Linked DNA regions of Danio rerio: region 1 is linked to region 2. Evidence: chromatin contacts called from public HiChIP or PLAC-seq data. All regions are on one chromosome and are shown on one strand. The core of a region is the stretch at or near the end of the contact, and the rest is flanking DNA. Distances in the headings are between cores, read along the strand shown. Region 1 holds the start of colgalt2b (collagen beta(1-O)galactosyltransferase 2b). Region 2 holds the start of zgc:77486.

Region 1 (4,822 bases), core at 669-3,168, 130 kb after region 2:
CAATCGGGATGGAATGTAGTTTGCTGGGCTACTCGTAGTGCCCCTGTGTAATTCTCAACAGTGCTCCTCCCCTGCCCCATTCTTCTCGCTTCATGTTTTCCTCTCGCTAATTCTCCACATTCTTTCGCAAAACAGTGGGACTTTCAGCCTGTCATTTTACTGCTCCGTTTGTTCAGTAAACTCCTGAAGGTCTTCCTGACAGACACAAATGACCACAGATAGCTAGTTTAAAGTTGGCATGACATGGAAAATTTGATTTCCATCGAATTGTATGTGCACATTAATGTTTTAAACAATCCAAAGCTAATTTTTTGTCGATAATCATTACAGCTCAGATACACATTGAAACGTTAAGTTCAACAACTGGATGAACAATTTGTCATTGAGGATTTTAAAGCAGCAGCGATAGTAAACGATAGCTTATAGTACAAATGATAGTACATGGATTCAAAAATCAGAACTGTGCTTTTCCAGCTAAAACCTGCCAGAACAAATAAAGAGAAAAAAAGAAGCGGTAAAACATGAAATAGAGTGTACTGTAAACCTAAACACGTGGAACTGAATGCTTTCCAATTGGTTTTGCTTAGATGTTGGAGCAGAGCGACATTAGGGAAGGGAGGGAGCTGAAATTGAAAGCTTTGTGTGCATGTGAGCCTCTATAAAATGGATCTGAACAGAAAAACTAAATCACCTGTTTACCACGAGAAAGGTTGAAGGGAAGGGAAGTTAGAACAGTTACAGTGGATGCTCACCTGTGGCATATGGAAATGGAGAGATAATATGCCAGAGTTTAAACCTTCTTCTCCTCCCACTTGTAATTATTATGGATTGAAATATTATGAATGCATATACTGTTCAACTGGATCCACAATTTAGCACACCGTCCTAACTAGATTATAGCAGTGACTAATATAATCTATTCCTATAGTCTAACTAGTTAACAACATTGTAAGTATTTCTACATACTCGTATATATGCGTTTCACCAGTAACAACAAATGTTTACAACTTAAAAGCGCAAACCGAATTCTCTCCTGAGTGAAAGTCACCAGCAACACAGTGGTTCATCTAGAAATTTGTTGCGGACAGTTCAAAGCCTTGAACTTTCACTTTACTAATATTACACTGATAAATTACAAATAACCTACATCTAAATAATGGTCAAATAGTTGACAGGACGAGCGGTTACGCGAGACAAACCTCAATTAATGTTGTGCTGTCGCCGCGAACATTAGCTGACAGGAAAACGTCATTAAACAGTTGGCGCTCTAATTATAAGACCCGACAGGACATGTTGCTTAGCCAGCAAATGTCTTTCATCTCCATTTAACATGTAATTAAATCCCTGCACACACGCGTGGACAGAGTGTAGTAAAAGCTCTTTAACAGGTCTGTTTCACGCAGACAGCGGCGTCTCTGTTCCTCTATCTGCCTGAAGGTTTTCATTAACCGAAGTTTACCTGCGCACGCTTCACAATAACTCCACTATGCACAGGACCTTCTCGGTTTTCAGCCACCACACTAGCTGCAAAAGCAAACCATCTGATCACACAAACTTTCGTCTTTAAAAGCAACCCCCCATGAAAACAAAAGTTCAGACAGGAGTTATTCACCATATCGCAATCCGGTCCTTCGGGTAGTCCAGGCGGTCGATGCAGTCCAGGTAGTAGGGCAGGCTGTGCGCAGAGTTTCGAGCAAGAATCGCGATCATGACTTTGGGCTTGAGCAAGGAGGATTCTGGCACGGGGTTCGGGTCCTGCACGTGAGCCATAAGCTCCCCGCTGCAGTTTTGCGCCATGACAGCGCAAATCACAGCCGCAAAAACGAATCCCTCAGCCGGCATCTCTGCCTGATGGACACCGCTGCCTGCCACAACCTGAGCGGGGTGTCCGAGTGAATGGGAGGCTGAAAAACAGAGAGGGTGGGTTAGAGGGGTAGAGAGAGGTGGAGAGGTTTAGAGGGGTTACCTTTGACGAAAGTCTGGTGCCTCCTCCAAATGTTTACACCCTTCACTCTTTGAGAGATCAGTAAGGAATGATGACATATTGGATGCGCATAGACCTAGTGGAAAACCGCTCAATAAATAAACTAGTTAAAAGCCAATATCATGTTCATAATTATGCTTTGTAAGACAATATACTGTTATTTAGCAGACTTAAGGGCCGGACATCAATCTTAGTAAGTGCTGCTTGCAGCTTACAGGCCCTGTACACGTGCGCGCAAATGATATGACGTGCCAATCCACCTGATCAGGTTCTCGTGGAGGCCTACTACGTTTAAGTTTTTCTTTACCAATTCAACTTTTGGGCAAAGACCTGAAAATTTAAATTTCATCTTAAAGTGATATTGTCAAATGCTTTGGAGCACAGACTTAAGTTTGGTCTTTTTACTCAAATTAGGCTATTTCAGATTGTTGCAGGTCATCATTGGTTTGTTTAGATTTGTTTTTAGATTAGACTCCTGCTCTCTGGGCCTCTAAAACCTGAAGTTACAAAACTACACAAACTTTTCCTACTGTAAAAATTTAAAAATAAATACATAAATAAATAAAGTTAGCCATAATTCATTTGCGCTGCCTCAAAGGTTTTCATTTACATGTTTTTGTGTTCCGCAGTGTAGCCAATGACAGACACTCTGTATCTGTTGATTCAGAATTCAGTGTTCAGTAAGAGGTGTCAGATTGCACTCATAATATTCAGACATTCTGCATAGTCACAAAACATCTCATTAAAACCAAGGGATTCATTGTGCAGTGTAGACAGTTGTGAGACGAACTCAACTGCAGTGAACGAGAACTTGGCATTTAGTTTTGTATTAAGAGGTATAAATTGCAATGACTAAAATGAAGACAATAAGTTGGCAGGGAAATCAATATTTGTGCTTGAAGAAATAAAAACAGATTAATGGACACACATTTGATAGGCTACATTGAAGATTTTGTTTTCAAAATATGTTGTAAATACTTTTGCATTTACTTATTAAATTAATAACAATTAGTAAATCTAAGTCTATGTCTATAGGCTACTATTCTTGTAATGGTGAGTTATTGCCTTCACATTAGGCTATTAGAGTACTAGTTCAGTAGCTAGCACCCTCATTTATGTGCATCTGGACCTGGGCCTGTTCAGAGTTCTTGATTGGCTTTCGTTTCCCTTCTTTCTTTCCTCATTGCTGATTTGATTTCTCCGTCGGGTGCTCGATCTCTTTCCATTCGCGTCTCATCGTGTATCCCAAACTTCAGTCGTGACATCAGCAGCAAATTCACTGTCTGCAGCTGACACCTGCTGCTCTGGGATCTCATTTAAACTCAGAATTTTTCTGACGTTGTAAATCAATCTACTTTTGGTGGCCAATACAAAGCAGTAAGTTGTAAATACAAATGCATAGCGTATTTGGGTGCAAAATACGATTATATCGGACGGTTAAGTAATTTAGTTGTACTACTGCGGTACTCGCTTTCCTCGAGGAACATTTGGGTTTTGTACTGTGCGGATGTTATAACACGCGTATTTTTGATTGTTTGGTGACCCCTGCTGTTTAAAAACGGAAACGAGGTAAAGGGTGTGTAAGACAGGTTTCATTTTTGTTCTATCAACGTTTGCAAACGACTTATTTAGGGTTTGTCTGCTGGAATCGGTTCAGCCTGCTTTATCTGATCCACATTAATCTAGATTTTAGAACATAGTTACAAGTACCTGTTAGCAATTTCCCAAGGTTTAGCAACAAACAGTCAATTTTCACTTTGATTTTCCTATTTTTCCACTTTGAAGAACACAACACGTGCAACCAAAACCCTTTAGTTTTTGCTTCAAGATTTTTTCACATTTGGTCAATGCATGTGTTTTAGACACAGAACAGACCTTTAAACTGCAGCTTCTCCCTCAAAGCAGTTTTTCTCTGGCTTCTGCAAACTCGGTTTCCGTCTGCAACTTCTATGTCTGGTACAAATTCTACATCAGATGAGTTGTTCTGACTGTAATATTTAACTCTGCCAAAAACGTGAGAAGTTTGGCACTGTCGAGTTCCTGAAGTAATGCATTTACCAGTAGCCTAGTGTTACTTCACAATTCAAGGTAGGTGACCTTTCATTCTGTCTATAGAGAAAGATGACAGCTCATAGTACATGGGATCATAAAATCTAGTGATTGAAGAGGTTTATTCATTGACATTCTGTTGGAAACGTCCTGAATTCTAAATAGTGTTTATATAAATTACTATCATGCTAACAGCATTGCCAGTCATGCAGGAAGCAACAATAGACAAGAGGAGTGGGGAACGAGATATATGTGCAGAACAACGGAAAAAAGGAGGGCAAAACAGGCCTGCTGGATTGAGTTAGATGTAATTGCTGTGAGCTCATGTTGGCAATGATGAATGACAACCAGGCCAAAGCTCTCACAGGGCTGATCTCAACTCTCTCAAACCAGATCTTTCCTCCACTTCTCCTACACACACCAGATGGAGCTCTCATACATGCTCACACATTAAACCTTTCAAAATGATCCCATTTACATCATTCAGATCCACTTCAAAACACACCAACCACCATGAAGCTCTGTTCCCTCCACCGCTCTCCTCTAGTCACACCAGCACTCTATGTGAGAGAGAAGAACATAGCCAAGCCTGCAGAACATGTTGTTCTCTAATGAAACTGTGTTCACATGAGGAGATTTATTGGGTTTTACCTCATCATGGAAAGAATGGCAGTTGCCCATAATTCCGCGCATGCTGTTGTCTTCTGAGTAGATATACGAGACAGAGAATGCCTTTAATCAATATATGACATAACCACAGTTTATGCATGTAATTTGTGAGGATAATGG
Region 2 (4,637 bases), core at 599-3,098:
GTATTAATAGATTGGTTAACTAATTAAAACCTTAATATTTGTATTTAAAAACCTTTAGATTTCACTTCTGTGTTTAGGTAAATATCAAAAAAACTTTAAAAAATTTAAATTAAATTTAAATTTAAAAGTCTTGCATATGTACACTGTTTAATATTGCAAACATATCTTGAATTTTTGGTTTCGTTTAAGAATTTTTATTTTGTTGCATCCCTAAAAACTAGTGTGGAATATTACCAACTTGCTAAAGCTAAATAATAGCTTTATGCACAAGAGTGATATGTTTGACTTTTATGGTGTCTTTTTGGGCCTTGACAAAGAGGTCAAAGGCCTCCCTGTTGCAGGATAATTGGACAAAAAAGAAATGATAAATGTTGATTACCCACAAGCATTTCAGTGTACAATTAGACTTAGTCATTTGCAATTGTTTCTAAATTATTGTTATCACTAAAGTATGTGTTTGCAAACTGCGAGAAATTAATTTTTAAGTATTGCATTAGGCATTGTTCAAAAAAATTACAAACACATCTTAAATTTTTGGTTTCGTTCAAGAATTTTCATTTGGTGCATCCCGGAAATCTTATACAACTTGCATGGAATATTGCAATTTTTCTGAAGCCAAATAATAGTTTTGAGCTTTCATGGTCATTATGGATTGGAGGATTTGTGAGAAAAAAAATAGTATTCTTGTATTGCATAGGGAGAAACAATACCATAAAATTTTGAATGGGATAAGGGTGAGCAAATAATATTATTATCTTCAATCTATTGTTCTATTTTTATTGTTAAAAATTCACATTTTATTTTAGTGTCCTTGTTACTGGGACAAATAAGTAATGATGAATGAATAAACCACAAGCATGTCGGTCTACAATTAAACTTAGTTATTTGCAATGGTTTCTAATTTACTGTTATCACTTAAGTAAGTAAATGCAAACTGCAACAAGCAAACTGTACAATACACTGTAACAAACCAATTCCGTACACACACATTTAGTGTTAAACTGCATAAAGGCAATATGATGAAACAAATTACACTAAATGTATCAACTTTCATATCCTCCCTGCTCTAGTTAGTATGTACCCATTTCAAATGTATCAAACAAAAGATGCACCAGATAGGAGAAAAACATGAACAATGTTTAACAATGAAAACAGTCGATTGTTGGACTCCAGTTATAGTAAAAAAACTACTTTAAACTCGACTTATTTGTTGTCGACCCTGCTAGAGGCTGTCAACATGCTGCATAAAACAAAAGTTTCTTTGTTCGCTTTTTGTTTCTCAAACAAACAAACGAATGGTCCAGGTTACAGTAACCTAAACAGCCTGCTGATCAAATAACGATTAACAGTCTGGCAACAGTTGCGCTTCAATTCGAATAAAGAAGCAAGTAAGTGTTAAATGTGAAAATATAGAAGTTGACCGCAACAATGCAAACGACAGAATACCATACAAATTATTCTGGTTATTCTGGAGCAAGTCCGTGGAAAATCAGCTGAGAGCGGCTCCGCAATTAGAAAACATTTGTCTTTTACCCGACTATCGCGACAAACAATGATGTCAACGCCAAAGCGACACCCGAGGCGAATATTTCCCTTCAAAAGTAGCTAATATTGTGTGTGGATGACCGTGTTAAAACCGCTGACTAGATGAAAGTCGTTCTTGTTTGTGATATTCATTTAGCCAGGCTAACGCGCTAGCTGTGCTAACGACTAGCAGACGTGATGGCACGCACGCAAAACGGACAGCTGGGACCTCGAGAGCGTCCCACGAACACTTGCGGTACATTAAAACCCCAACAATCTCGAATATTTACCCGTATTTCCGTGTGATTGAAGAGAAATCGACGACCTTGATCCACAGAAATCTGACAGAGTAGGTTCCTGCTATGCGCGTGCGGCCTGCTTCTCTCAACGTCATCCGAAACAACGGGCGTGACGTCACCGTAGCGCAACAATTCATTTTCATCGAAACCACATCATCATCATCACACTTCCCATCAATCCACTCGAGTCTACGCCAAACAATGCTGCCAAGGATGTCTATAACATGCTGTTGATTAGCTTCAAAATGTGTGTATTAAACAACATTAGCTTAAATGACACAGCTTTCTTGTTTTCAGAGTTGTTTGGGTGTAAAAGTTGCAGATAGAAAGGCAAAATCGTCACGTGTAATTATGATTTTGTATGTATCATTTTCACTTTCTGTGCAAAGGCTGCTAGCCTACTTCAACTCCTTTCTTGATATAATTGCGTTAATATGCTGATTTTAGATACAGCATTTAAACATTTCTGTTTATTTTTCACATTATTAAAAGAAATCTTGTTTGGTATTCAAATTAAATACATTCTAATTTGCCTGAATTATCAAGTAAGTAAAGGTTTATTTATATAGCACTGTTCCCAAACATTGAGTCACAAAGTGCTTTACAATAAGAGAAAACAGATAAAAGAACACTAATCAATTAAAGAAAACATGTTCAAACATATTAAAACAAGTTAAAAATCCAAGTAACACTAATACTTTTAATTTAAAGCTTGACCAAAAATGTGTCTTTAAACGCTTTTTAAAAAGTTCAGCTGATCCCAGATTTCTCAGTGCTAAAGGGAGAGAGTTCCAGAGCATTGGGGCCACCACACAGAAGGCACGGTCACCTTTAGTCTTGAGTTCTGGGAATTGCTAAAAGGTCTTTGCCAGAAGACCTCAGAGATCGGCTACATGAGTGACTACGTAAAAGATCTTGAATATATAGGGGTGCTTGACCATGCAGAGCTCTATATGTAATGACCAGAATCCTAAAATTTACTCTAAAACCAATAGGAAGCCACTGAAGTGCTTTAAGCACAGGAGTAATGTGCGACCTGCTACTGGTATTGGTTAAAAGCCTCGCCGCTGCATTCTGCTCAACGTTCAATCAATCCATGGAAGATTTGTTCAGACAAGTGAACAACATTACAATAATCCAAACCGTGAAGAGATTAAGGCATGCAAGCATCTCCACTTTTCCTTTATAACAATATCTCAGATTTTTGCGATGTTCCTCGGAAGTAAAAAGCATCTACAAACAACAGACTTAACATGGCTATTTAAACACAGAGCTCTATCAAAGATGACAACCAGATTTCTAATGTCACTGCAATTTGAAGATGACAAACCCCAAAAACTTGCTTGAGCATTGGGGTGATGCTATCTGGAGTAAAAATCAACATTGCAGAAAATTGTCTGCCATCCAATAGTTAATGGAGACTAAACAATCCTGCAAGAGAAACAGTTTGTCTAGTCTGTCAGGGCTAAAAGAAAATATAATTGTACATCATCTGCATAGCAATGATAAGATATAACTTTAAAACTACCAATAATCTTGCTGAGAGGGAGCGTATTTAAATTAAAAAGAAGAGGGCCTAGGACAGAACCCTGAGGTATCATATTTACAACTTAATATTTATATAATTAATTAATATTTATTAAAATATAATAACCTAAAACTAAAGAGATGCTTATTGATTTTCGGTGTAACTTTATTATTAATGCTATACGCTACTTCTACTATAAATGGTACAGTTGTTGAGATAGTGAATGCTCATAAATACACAGGGGACATTTAAAAAAAAAAGGGGGGGGGGCAGCTAAATAGGATCAAAAAGTTTACGTTCTTATTATTATTAATCACCTTTTTCCAAATGGTTTGTTTCTAAAAGTAAGGGGAACATATCCCACCTCATCCCCACGATTGATACGCCCCTGCCTAGGCACTATCCTGGATGATCAACTAAACTTTGAGGCCAGCACAAACTTTATCTGTAAAAAGGTGAATCAACAATTGTTTTACTTAAGGAGGTTGAAAGGATTTAATATGGAGAGGTCTCTTCTAAGGACATTTTATTCTTCTTTTATTGAGTCTCTTAACTTTTGCAGTAAAATCCTGGAACGGTCATTTAAGGGTGACAAGTAAAAACAGACTTTCAAAAATTGTTCATCTATCTCAAAAGATTTTGGGCACAAATCTTAACAGCATTGGACAGGTGTATGAGGTGAGAGTCATAAAGAGGGTAATATCAATTTTAGCAGATGAGAACCGTACACTTTATTCAAAGATTTGCCTCCTACCATCAGGTAGAAGTAATACTTATTTCAGACGAGCAAGGTCCAACAGATATTTGCATTCATTTGTTCCAGTTGTTTATTTGTTCCAAGCTTTAGGTTGTGTGTTTATTTTTACTTGATAGTGATTCATTTTTCTTTTTTAGTTGTTTTTTCCATTTAGTTTTTATTGCAGTTTTCAAATCCACAGACAGATAGGCATTTCCACAATGTATTTACAAAACAATCAAACATCGCATTCCCAAAATTGTAGAAATAAATGAAATTATAAAATACCAAAAAATTCCATTAATAAATACGGAAGTTACATTAATGATTTAAGCACATTATAAGAAACAAGAAAAATCAATACACTCATAATTGTTGTGTATATCATCAAAAAGAAACAGATTTGTTGCTTTTCAGTTACATTTCAATTGTGTACTTTTTTACAACCATATTGTGGCACCGTCTACCCTTTTCTTTCTTTATTTTTATAATCTATGTACATATGGAACTATGAGGATGGTACATTTAGGATCTTAAATGTAAAATATTA

What was found. HiChIP or PLAC-seq counts read pairs in DNA pulled down with a chosen protein or histone mark.
Region 1: a contact with region 2 is called in an H3K4me3 HiChIP or PLAC-seq map of gastrula embryo, with 5 times the contacts expected there. The contact joins the promoter of colgalt2b here to the promoter of zgc:77486 in region 2. A contact is called at or near these places in 2 of 4 datasets of contacts at active chromatin or transcription factors (embryo and gastrula embryo).

The regions. Positions count from the first base shown.
Region 1 is chr8:21,262,362-21,267,183 of GRCz12tu, forward strand. colgalt2b (collagen beta(1-O)galactosyltransferase 2b) reads right to left here and starts at 1,919. Exons shown (of 12, transcript NM_001130076.1): 1 at 1,613-1,919. The coding sequence starts at 1,842.
Region 2 is chr8:21,133,624-21,138,260 of GRCz12tu, forward strand. It overlaps zgc:77486, which reads right to left and starts at 1,849. Exons shown (of 5, transcript NM_212872.1): 1 at 1,815-1,849.